Regions from separate parts of the Mus musculus genome. Here all the other regions are linked to region 3. A link is a contact called in public HiChIP or PLAC-seq and capture Hi-C data. All regions are on one chromosome and are shown on one strand. The core of a region is the stretch at or near the end of the contact, and the rest is flanking DNA. Distances in the headings are between cores, read along the strand shown.

Region 1 (4,037 bases), core at 871-3,370, 270 kb before region 3:
CCTCCCTTGGGCCTCAGGAAGGCTTAACCCTTTAATGCAATTGGGCCAGCATTGGTTATTAAGGCCTAGTGCCCTCATAGTACCAGGGGAAAACTTTAGAACTATCCTAGAACTCCTATGTCAACTACATAAAGCCATTCTCAAGACAGGTGGGTGATCTGGTCTTGTCAAGTTCTAAAGGCAAGTGTTTAGAGACTTCTGGACTGATCTATAATACTGAAAAGGAAGCTGCCTCGTCTCAGAGACCAGTGTGAAAACAGTAAGATGCATTGTCTTGAAGAGTTGAGACTAAGGCAATGAGCATTTCTGTAGCTCTGGGTGCCAGCCTGCTCCTGATTCTGCATTTGACACTAGTCTAGTCTTGTGTCTCAGCCTCTTCACAGACAGAGGGCAGGAAAGTTGGAGGGACAGTCTCACAAATCAAATGCTCACAAGAGATTGGACGATGATTGACAACCACACAGGTTCCTTCCTTTCTGTTCTTTCGGGTATGCCATGTTGTCTCCAGAGTCCTCCCTACACAGAGTGGTCCTCACTCCGTTTTAGCCATGTTGTCTCCAGAGTCCTCCCTACACAGAGTGATCCTCGCTCCGTTTTAGCTTTCTGGTTTCCAAAAAACAGTTCTGATGTCTGTGAGCAGCATTAGAGTTAGGGCCACAGAGTCTAGGGTTTAATCACATGAACGGGGTTTCAGCCACACTCACTCAGTCTCAGTGACCTGTGGAAAGGACACGAGGGCCCTCTCAAATGGTTGTCACAAGGATTCAAACATTTAAGACAATGCTTAACACAGTACAAAATGCAACTAATAAACATTTGATCTCATGGGTTAAAGTAATATAGAGAAATAATGCAACTAATAAACATTTGATCTCATGGGTTAAAGTAATATAGAGAAATAATGTCAATGTTGTCTCTGAAATGAATTTCTACACCTCATAGGATGAACTCAACTTTGGTTGGTCAGATGGGAAACGTCTTCAATTTAGTAACTGGGCTGGAAGCAATGAGCAACTTGATGACTGCGTGATATTAGACACAGATGGATTCTGGAAAACAGCTGACTGTGATGATAACCAGCCTGGCGCCATTTGCTACTATCCAGGAAGTATGTGGATTGCAACTGTTTCCATCCCCTTACCCATCCGGAGTAGTAAAACTGTGTCTGTTTGGTTTTGCAAACTCTTATTTTGTATTAGGGGATTATAAGAAAGTCATTATCATAGTGTATCATTATTGCGTGTTTGGGTAGTACACGTGGCTGTGCACCTCGTGCATGCCTAGTGTCCATCAAGCCAGAAGAGGACGTCACAATCCTAGAACTGGAGTCACACGTGTTGTGAGCCACGATATAGGTGCTGGGAATCAAATCAGGTCCTCGGTGAGAGCAGACATCTCTTAACCACAGAGCTACCCCCAGTTCCCACCATAGTCATTTTTTTCCCCAACAGAACTGGTGCAAGGATTTGTATTCATAATTGTTGATTATGGATTGCTTTGTCCTTAGTTCTTACTTTGGAGTTTGTCTTTTGTATACCAGCTGACTATGTTAATTGACATTGATGGACATATACAGTCCCGTTCTGCCTCATGTCACATATAGTTTTACTTTTATATACTTACAAAGCTAACTTATGGAAACTCTTTATTAATTAATTCTGTTTTGTTTTGTTTTGTTTTCGAGACAGGGTTTCTCTGTGTAGCCCTAGCTGTCCTGGAACTCACTTTGTAGAGCAGGGTGGCCTCGAACTCAGAAATCCGCCTGCCTCTGCCTCCCGAGTGCTGGGATTAAAGGCGTGCGCCACTACCACCGCCTGGCCTTAATTAATCCTTAACATCAATGACTAACATCGTGAGCCACTGTTAAAATTCCAGGCATGGTGGCACATACCTTTAAGGACAACACTCAGAGGTGGAGCAGAAGACCAGGCAAAGCTCAGCCAAGCCTGGGCTGCCAGGCAAGCCCCTGTCTCAGAAACAAACAAAGGCTCAGTTGATTATGGGGAGCTGCACTCACTTGAGGCAGCTTCAGTCAGAAGGGAATTTAGAAAACCACCCTGCAAACAAAGATGGAACTCAACCACCCGGAAATGGGCTTCAGACACCCAGCACTAGGGAGCCTCAGGCAAGCAGCTCTCTATGAGCGTGAGGCCAGCCTGGTCTACAAAGGAAATTCCAGGCCAGTCAAGGCTAGATAGCAAGACGCTATCTCAAAACACAAAATAAAACAAACCAAAAAAATCTCCTGACACCAACAAGAAAACAGAAACCCAGAGATGTACCATGTGTGCGCCTGTCCTTTCTGCCTCTCTCTGTGTCTGCACTCTGCCCCTTGTGAACTTTCTGCCCTTTCTGCCCAGTAGCAGAACATGGCTGCTCTGCAACTCTCTCTTCTGCCTATCAATGAGGTGAGTGTATGACATCTGAATCCAACCTTTCAAGCTCCTAGAATCCATTGGCCTCAGCCTGAGAATATGCAATCCCCAGCCCTGTCAGGGGCCCACATTCTTGGGTTTGTGGTAAAAAGAACACACTGTTTCTGAGACAAAGGGGTTTGCTGCTAAATGGGAGGAAAATGCCAGATAGTCTCTAAGACATAATGAATCTGAATTATTTTGACTTTAGCGTATCTATACTTGCATCCTCTTGAATATATTACTTTCATAGAATAAAAAAAATGAGATATTCTAAAGGCCATTTTCTAAATGATATTTCTGTTTAATTTTGTTAAAAGAATAACTATTTCATTGAAGTTATTTCATTAAAATTAGAGAAATCAGTAAGCAGAAATGTGAGAGTGAATCTCACGGTTGCAGTTAGATGCCTATTGTTAATTAATATGTTTATAGAGTCCCTCTGAGGAGGCTCCTGGCACTTGACATTTAATAAAACAGGAAGACAGAAACTCATGTAACCTAAAAACGCCTCTTTTTTTTTCACATTCCTCCACTCCACAGCAGGAGTAAGAAAATTATGTCAGATAATTTCCTCACCACAGAGAGCCAGCATGCTTCATGCTATATTCAAGTGTAAACAGAACAAGGCTGTCACTTCCTCACTTCCTTCATATTTCCCACAAATCAAGTCTAATGACTGTGAACAGGATTTAACATTTACATCCGAAATTAGAGTTCTTACCATTAACTTTTCTTCCCCCAGATGAGACTGAGGAGGAGGTCAGAGCACTGGACACTGCTAAATGCCCGTCTCCTGTACAGAGCACCCCATGGATACCATTCCAGAACTCCTGCTACAATTTCATGATTACCAACAACAGGCATAAGACAGTCACACCGGAGGAAGTGCAGTCCACGTGCGAGAAGCTGCGTAAGTAATGTCCCACTGCCATCGTGTATCGGGACGATACACTCATCACCTGGTATGAAGATCCATCCCCAGGGTAGCACTGGTGATGACCTCTCCTAGTTCTCACAGTAGAGAACAGAGAAGTGGTCCCAAAGCAGCCTAGACTGACCGAAGACGAACAGGTCACCCCGTGTGGCAGGAAACTCAGTTACACCACTAATTGGAGCCAAGGTCAAAGAGATGGACCTTGGTCTCAGACCTGGAGCGATTCCCAGTAAAACCCTGAGGGTCTGTAACTTGTGAATAATGGGACAGAAGGGACCAGGAGCTATGTGCAGAGGTCCTATGAGAAGCATTATGTCATTATCCTCCAAAATGTGCTGTGCCTTAGGAAACACTTGTTTCCTTATTTAAAAGAAGAAGAAAAAAAAAAAAAGATAGGGTAAGGTTTGAGAGACACTAACCTGTGTATCCTCTGTATCAAAGTACATTGAGAGAAATTTAAAAAATGCTGGCATAACATTTGAGCTCACAGAGACTGAGGTGGCAGACACAGGGCCTGATGGCGTCCTAGAGCCAAAAGGAAAAGCAGATACACACTCCCATCCCTAACGCAGGAGCTATCTAATTGATAACCACTTACAGATGAAAACTTAGATTTCTCCAAGGGAGTCTCACTGGGGAAACCAGCTAACTCTTAAAGGCAGACTGCAGGTCCAGCAGTAGATGCC
Region 2 (3,846 bases), core at 1,027-3,526, 430 kb after region 3:
ACCACCACATGGAAACCATCTCAGGATATGAGATAATCTACGTGTTCTCTGTTGAAAAAAAAATCACTAACAATGACATCTAAGGGATAGCCAGATAACAGATTATTGCTAAGTTTATGCAATAATGAAGAGGGTTATTTTTGTAGTCCTTAGTTAGAAATATATACTAAAGTTTGTGAAGCAAAATTGTATTAACTGGATTTGCTTTTTTTTTTTAAGATTTACTTATTTATTATATGTAAGTACATTGTAGCTATCCTCAGATACTCCAGAAGAGGGTATCAGATTTCATTACGGATGGTTTTGAGCCACCATGTGGTTGCTGGGATTTGAACTCAGGACCTTCAGAAAAGCAGTCGGTGCTCTTAACCACTGAGCCATCTCGCCAGCCCTGGATTTGCCTTAAAAATGCCTGGTAAACTACTCAACCACTGTCGCTCTGTGTGCTTTGCAAAAAAAAATACCCACAGTTCCATGTAAAGCATGAATACTCCATTTGCCTTCTAAGAGATCTGAGCATAAGATCACCTGGGTGTTCAAAAGCTGCAGCATTTGTAAAAGCTTACCTAGTTTGGGGCTGAGAAGACTGCTCAGTGAGTGCCATACAAGCTTGAGGATTAGCCTTCAGAAGCCCAGACCGCACATAAAAGCAGCTAGGCATGGTGGCCTCCTTGCTAAGATGGATACTCTGATCTGGCAGGCTCTAGGTTCAGCAAGGCACCCTAAGTAAAGAAAATAAGTGATGGAGGAAGACACCTTCGGTGTTTAGAATTCCAACAGCCTCCTAGGTTTCCCGGCTTGAACACTTGGGCGAGTCTGTGAAGCTGTCTGTGAAGGACTGGGAGGTGTGGCCTTGGTGAAGGAAGTGTGTGATCAGGGCAGGCTTCAAGGCTTCTAAAGCCCAAGCAATCTTCAGCGTGCTCTCTGCTTCCTGCTGACAGTTAAATGTGAGCTCTCAGCTGTTCTGGCCACCAGGCCTCTGCTCCACCATCACAGCCTCTAATCCTCTGGAACTGTCAGCCCATCTAAACCCTTCCTTTTTCAAGTTGGCTTGACATGGTGTTTTATCACAGCAACGAAAGCAACTAATTCCACACCTAACATCTACACACACACACACACACACACACACACACACACCTGTTATACTTTGCTTGGCCCAGATTTTTTTTTTTAATCTCTAGAACCCTTTCCCCCTGTGGTGCCTAAGTTTTTTGACTCTTAGTTTCTCATGGAACCCACTTGGGAAGCTGCTGTTTACTTAGACAAATCACCCTATGGGAAGGTCATCTTAAGTCACATGCAAATTAAGAACCCCAGACAAGGCAGGGAGAATGTACCGGTGCCCGCCTGGAACCCCGACATTGAGACAACTGAGGCAAGTGAACTGTGAGTTCTAGACTAGCCTGGGCTGCAAAGCTGGTCCCTGTAACAAAAACAAACAAATAAATAAAATCACAATTGCACGTTGGCAATCTAAGAGCTACTGACCGCTTCAGTGTCTCTCGCATCTATAATTACGTTGTCTCTGACATGTTTTAGTTTGTAAATCTCTACAGTACAAAATTCCACGGCAAACTTGGCCTCCACAATGTTCAGTCTTATTCCTACCCATTTTTCTTTTTAATCCACAGACGAACGATTTCAAACTCATCCAGACTGCCTAACAACACTTAACTTTTCAGTTTCATTCTATGTTGAGCTACTTCCAAGGAATAGCAACACCTCTCTAAGGAAGTGATTGAAATTCCCATAGAAATCAAACATCTCCTGGGTACCATTTAAAGCTTGCCCTGATTCTCATCTTTATCCAGCAGTGTCCCACTTAATAACCAAGTACCTGGCCAACTGAACTGTCAGAGCATCACTGGATCACACATCATACCCACTTCCAACTAAATGTTTTACAGCCCCTACCAACTTCTATCTGTACTTTTTCCAAAAAAAAAAAAAAAAAAAAAAAAAAAAAAAACCACATCCCGTTCCACTTAGGATGCCCCCTGAAATGTATGGAAATGTACTCCGTAGGAAACAGAAATGGCTAACAAAGACATCTGAGCTAGAAGTCAACCCCACAAGGAAATGATCAGAGTCGATGCTTCCCCCTGCCTGGGAGGCCATTTACAATGTTCCAGACACTTCCGTATACACTCTGTCATCTGACCTTCAAAACTCTGGAGGAGTCTGTTTTTCATCATAGTAGCAAGAAGCATCTAGCATAGCTCAACTTGAAAGCAGACAGCTTGTCAACCCTCAATTAGCCTTTCCATAGAAGGAATGTCAGCTGAGCAGTGTAGAGGCCACCGTTCCCAACAGGGATGCTCTGGCCAGTATCACAGTAGCATACAGGACAGTCTCCCAGGAATTTGCTTGTCGGTAATTACAGATGGGTAACCATCCACAGGCATTTAGGGTCTTCCTATATATCAGCTATGCATGGTGGCACTTGCCTGCAATCCCATCACTTCAAGTTGGAGACAACGGGATCAGGAGTTCAAGACTAGCTGCAGCTATTGAGTTTGAGCTCGCTCTGGGCTACATGAGACTGTTTTATTGTTTGTTTTAAAATCAGATTAATGAGATAGCTCAGCAGATAAAGGCAAAAGGGGCTTGCTATCAGTCTGACAACCTAAGTTTGATTCTTGGTCCCCCACTCCACCCCTGTAGGAAGGAAGGATGGATGTATATAGTGGTGAATTATATAGCCATAAGAAGGAAAGTATCTCATCATATTTTACCATATGCAAGTGGCCACTGTAGTAAATATATTAAATAAGTTAAAAGTAAGCCAGGCATAGACAAATACCTTTGTGATCTCCATTATTATATGTGGAATGAGGTTGAGGTTGGGCACTCAGGTGGCAGAGATAAGTGGATCTCTCTGAGTTCAAGGACAGCCAGAGGTATATAGTGAGATCCTGTCTCAAAAGCACACCAAAAAAAAAAGCCAGGTAGTGGTGGCACATGCCTTTAATCCAAGGACTCAGGAGTCAAAGGCAGGGGGAAATCTCTTGAGTTCAAAGCCAGACTGATGTACAGAGTTCTAGGACAGCCAGGACTACCCAGAGAAATCATGTCTCAAAAATACAAACAACAACAACAAAAACACCAAACAAACAAAAAGAATGTCAGATTCAGAGGCAAGGTAGTGTAGGTATTGAGTGTGTACATTTTACTGTGGTAATATTATATGTTGTATACATAGGACAGCTAATGATGTAGAGCAAGATACTCAGTCTTTATTTCCAACCCCCCCCCCCACACACACACACACACGCTCACACTCACGTGCACAGACACAGGCATGCACAGATCTGTGGCACATAAGTGACTTGGGTTTTTGTCTTGGAGCCTTCTTAGTTCTATGTGATATATGTACAGTTCGCTGCTTTCTCGAGGTCCCTAAGCTCTGGAAGTGGCAGAGATACCCAGAATACTTGGTGCACATTTAAAAACTGTGGGTTCTGGTGCTGGAAAGAGATGGCCCAGCAATGAGGAGCTCATGTTCCTGCAGAGGACCCGAGTTCGATTCCCAGCACCCACATGGCAGCTCACAATCATCTATAACTCCAGTTCCAGGGGTCCAACACCCTCTTCTGGCCTCCACAGGCTCCAGACATGAAAATGGTGCACATACATACATGAAGGTGAGATACCCATACACAGAAAAATAAATAAATCCTTTTAAAATTGAAAAACTTATTTTCTGCCTGCCTCTTTATTCCAAAGCAGAAGTAAATAATTACCTTTTTTTTAAGTGACTAAGGCAAGGCAAGACCCCTTCCATCCAAAAGCTCACAAACCATCACCAGGGCAACCGGGTGAACAACTTAATTAATTATAAAA
Region 3 (3,702 bases), core at 1,011-3,510:
GTGTTTCATTATGAAGACGCATAAATATGTTTTATTGTCTGTTCTTTAAGGAAGTAGGCTTTTAAGGGAATTTGCATTTCTTGTGGTCAGAAACCCCGAGTTAGTCAGTTGAATTGCAATATTACAAGCACCTAATATAGTTTTAAAGTCTTTGTTTTAGGATAAAAGAATATTATAATTTGAAAGTATGCTAGAAAATCCTAGACCAACATACCGAGTTTACAGATGAAGAGACCAAGACTCAGGCTATCCAGGACCCGTTTTGCCAGTTATTGTTAAGTCTAAAATCAGGGCAAATGGCTGAGGTGCCTGTTAAACACATCAAAGCAGACCAGGCCTCCAGATTCTCCCAGCATCTCCTGAGTTTTACAGGGTATGGCTGGCATGCCCCGCCCCCTTCCTGAGCTCTCTGCTTCCTTTTACCTACCCTTTACCCTCCTGGCCTCTTGGTCTCTGGTTCTCCCCTTTCTCTTCTCCTCACATGGCCTGGTTCAGGGTCATGGCCACTTTGAACTCTCCTAGATGGTTCTGCCTCTGGCTATGATCATCCTTGTTCTACAATAAACCTTCACCACCATACCTAGGAGCAGTCATGCCCTCTGTTCTTATTATTAATTTTTTATTCAATCATGACTTACAGATTGATAGATTTTGGTTTGTTGTATGTATCGTATAAGTTATTTTCGATTTTGTAAATGCTACTTTAAGTAAAATTTAAAATACTAAATAGAAGGCACATACTTCATAATATCTCTATAATAAAAGCAACTGAGAGTCTTATGTATTATTCAGCTTCAGGTATTATTTTTTAATGTTAAAATCGCAGCTTTCATTCTAACGTGATCACTAGAGTGAACAAAAGTTTGTAGTTGTTTTGCATGGCCTATGAAGTGATGAGCACCAGGTTTGTAACCACCTTGGAAATGTCCTGAGCAAGGGAGGGCTCATACAAGTCGCACACCCACAATGGACAGTTCACCCCATGCCTTTCAGCTCTGTAACGCCATGGAGCACTGTGCGCACTCAGCAGTCACTCCACTTGAAAGTTTGAATTTTGAGCTTTTGCTGGGCTAGCAATTGGTGGGAAGATACTCTTGGTGTAGAATGGCCAGAAGTAAGCCACTGGCCTGTCGGCTGTGAAGTCAGAAGGTTAAACAGCAGTGGTCTATGTTACACTGTGTATATTTCCTCTGAGAACATTTCTCCCTTCCACTGTGTTTATCAGGATAGAACTTGATTGCTAATTGAATAGAGTCTATTTTGTATTGTGTTGACTGATGTCAGTTTAGAAATACTGCACTTGATATTAAAATACTTAAAACATTTTGTAGATTGTATTCTGAGATATTTTGAAAAAATTCTTGTACATGTCTGTGAGAATTCATTTTGATTTTTAGTGGAGTTGTAAGTACCTGTGAGAGTATATATTACCATATAGAGAACGGTTCAGTTCAATAACTAATGAGCATTAGAAAGTAATGGAAACACCACACATCTGAAATCTACCATAGCACTTAGCAGTCTCTAGAGTTAGAACAGGGAGTCATGGGTTTCAGTGGAGAAAAAGGCCTTTTGCCTTAGATGGTGCATGCTACAACTTCAGGTCCAGACTGACAAGCCTGACCCAGTGTCTACAGTTAAGGGAGAATTTCTACCATAAGATATACTAAAATCCTGTCTGTGCATTTTATAAAGAGAAGATAAAAAGTCTTATAATTGTTTTGCAGAAGAGAAAATTAGAAAAATTTGAGCTTTGCAAAATCCTGAAAACTTTTTAAAACAGTCATGCGTTTTACATAGAATATAGATATGAAGAATATGAGCAGAATATCCTGAGTGAGGTAACCACCCCTTGTGAATATTCAGTGGCAGTTTCACCTGTTGCTATCATTATACTCAGACAGTTTAAATGATAGTAACTGCATTATTCAACAGCTGATTAGTAAGTAGCTATTTATAGATAGTGGTAAGGTTAAAGAGGAGAGGACTACACAAAGACTCACGTGACTTATTCTGTGGGTAAAAGGCAAGATAAGGTTTAATTTGCTGGGGGACAGTCAGCACTGTGAAGAGAAATAAAGTGAGTTCATGGCTGTGAGTGTGTTGGGGGCTTTCGAGGAGCCTTGTAAGGTTTAACTAAGACCAGGAGAGTTGTATCTGTTTTAAAGCAGTTGGCCTTTTGCTGGGGCAGTCTCTCAGCGAGCTACTAACTTAAGTTCTTGACTTAAGTTCTCACTACCGGATTCAGCTCCTTAGGCCTTCCGTTTCCTTCATCGTCTGCCTAGAAGTCCCGCCCCTGAACCCACATTCTAGTCCAAACCAGTCAGCAGCAACACAACTTTTGATGTCTCTTAGGGTTGGCCTTGGGCACTGAGCTGTTTGACCTTTCCAATGGCAGCTTTCTTCTTATCTTTTACATATAGAAAACCTGAGATGGGTCTGTAGAAATGACAATACCAAAATCCTGCCCCACTTAGCTCTTTTAACAATTGAAAACACAGGGACACACCTTCTTACCAGCCAGGTCTCTCGACTGAAGTTCAGGGGAGTTAAAGAGCACTCTCCTAAGGCTTTTCTAACCAGAAAGTGGTTTAGTTGCAGTCCCAAAGGCGAATATTTGGTGCGTTCCAAGGAGGACCAGCGAACCAGCACAGATGGAGTTCTGTGAGTGTCCAGCAAAGTAAAAAGGGAGTCAGAGAGCTTTTATATTATTTGGGTCTTTTTGTTGTTAAGTTTTTAAGACAACATTTTGCATTGTTGCTTTAGCTGGCCCATAACTCATTTTTGTAGCATAGGCTGGCTTCAAATTCATGATGTCCTCCTGCCTCTTTAATGCTTCATTTACAGGCATGAGCCGTCCTACCTGATTCTTGTTGTCCAACCAGTGTTTTCCAAAGTAATTTTGTTAGAACATTGGTTGTATGGAGCATTAAATAAAGCGAAGTTTCCATGGTTAAGTAAAGCTGGGAGAGTTAAATTAGGCCAGGCACACATTACATTCTGGTAAAGGCAGTTTGGAAAGCTCTGATCAGAATATTCTGAGTTTGAGCCTAGGATTCTGTCTCAAAACCAAGGAGAACTAGAGGGAGGGAGCTAGGAAGGAAGAGAAGAGCTGCGAAGGAAGGGGAAGTGGAAAGCAGCATTGTAGAAGAGGCTTCTTTCATGTAGCAGCTGTCCCTGGGCATCTCTGTGTTTGAGAATTTACAACATGTTTGACCCTTCAAAGGATATCTTATAAATGCATCGTACATGCTGTGGTAGACGCACCCTAGGTGGTACTAGAGACTAACTACAGGTTAGTACTGTATTTCCCAAAACTTGGTCTTGCACAGTGACTTTGCTTTTTCTTGGCAGCTCTTGGAGCCTGTTCTTCTATTTAAACATTCATCTTTTTTTCACGATTCCTTCCTTTTCTTTCTAAATATTTTCCAAGTATATTCTTCTCTATGATATTTAAATCCTGTGTGTGTGTGTGTGTGTGTGTGTGTGTGTGTGTGTGCGCGCGCTCGCGCCAAGGTCTTGTTCTCTAGTCCAGACTGCCTTTGAGATCTTCCTGCCTCAATCTCTCCAGTGCTGAGGCCAGACCTGAGCTCCTACTCTCAAGCTGAAAGCCTAAGTATTCTTGGAGGATGGCATGATGTCTCATTGTGCCTGTGGCAATAAGCTGAGAGCCTGATGCCTCTTGCTGAGCGCTGTTCATCC

Evidence for each region. HiChIP or PLAC-seq counts read pairs in DNA pulled down with a chosen protein or histone mark. Capture Hi-C pulls out chosen DNA fragments and counts their contacts.
Region 1: a capture Hi-C map of embryonic stem cells shows a contact between it and region 3, with 4 times the contacts expected there. The contact joins two enhancer-like sites. A contact is called at or near these places in 2 of 484 Hi-C or Micro-C datasets (brown adipocytes and embryonic stem cells), 1 of 115 datasets of contacts at active chromatin or transcription factors (double positive thymocytes) and 1 of 9 other capture datasets (embryonic stem cells).
Region 2: an H3K27ac HiChIP or PLAC-seq map of embryonic stem cells shows a contact between it and region 3, with 5 read pairs. The contact joins two enhancer-like sites. A contact is called at or near these places in 1 of 39 promoter capture datasets (cranial neural crest) and 1 of 115 datasets of contacts at active chromatin or transcription factors (embryonic stem cells).

What each region holds. Positions count from the first base shown.
Region 1 is chr2:60,315,379-60,319,415 of GRCm38.p6, reverse strand. It overlaps Ly75 (lymphocyte antigen 75), which reads left to right. Exons shown (of 35, transcript NM_013825.4): 26 at 943-1,108; 27 at 3,160-3,327. Among named protein-coding and RNA genes, the nearest start is that of Cd302, 33 kb to the right of the region's middle. Within about 2 kb of position 2,120, at least 5 of the 459 cell types and tissues checked have an H3K27ac peak or open chromatin away from gene starts, as enhancers often do. A contact at or near this core is called in embryonic stem cells, where this site is marked.
Region 2 is chr2:59,621,096-59,624,941 of GRCm38.p6, reverse strand. All of the region lies in intron 1 of Tanc1 (tetratricopeptide repeat, ankyrin repeat and coiled-coil containing 1), which reads right to left. Among named protein-coding and RNA genes, the nearest start is that of Tanc1, 11 kb to the right of the region's middle. Within about 2 kb of position 2,276, at least 24 of the 459 cell types and tissues checked have an H3K27ac peak or open chromatin away from gene starts, as enhancers often do. A contact at or near this core is called in embryonic stem cells, where this site is marked.
Region 3 is chr2:60,049,524-60,053,225 of GRCm38.p6, reverse strand. The region is part of intron 2 of Baz2b (bromodomain adjacent to zinc finger domain, 2B); the gene reads left to right. Among named protein-coding and RNA genes, the nearest start is that of Gm13572, 14 kb to the right of the region's middle. Within about 2 kb of position 2,260, at least 28 of the 459 cell types and tissues checked have an H3K27ac peak or open chromatin away from gene starts, as enhancers often do. A contact at or near this core is called in embryonic stem cells, where this site is marked.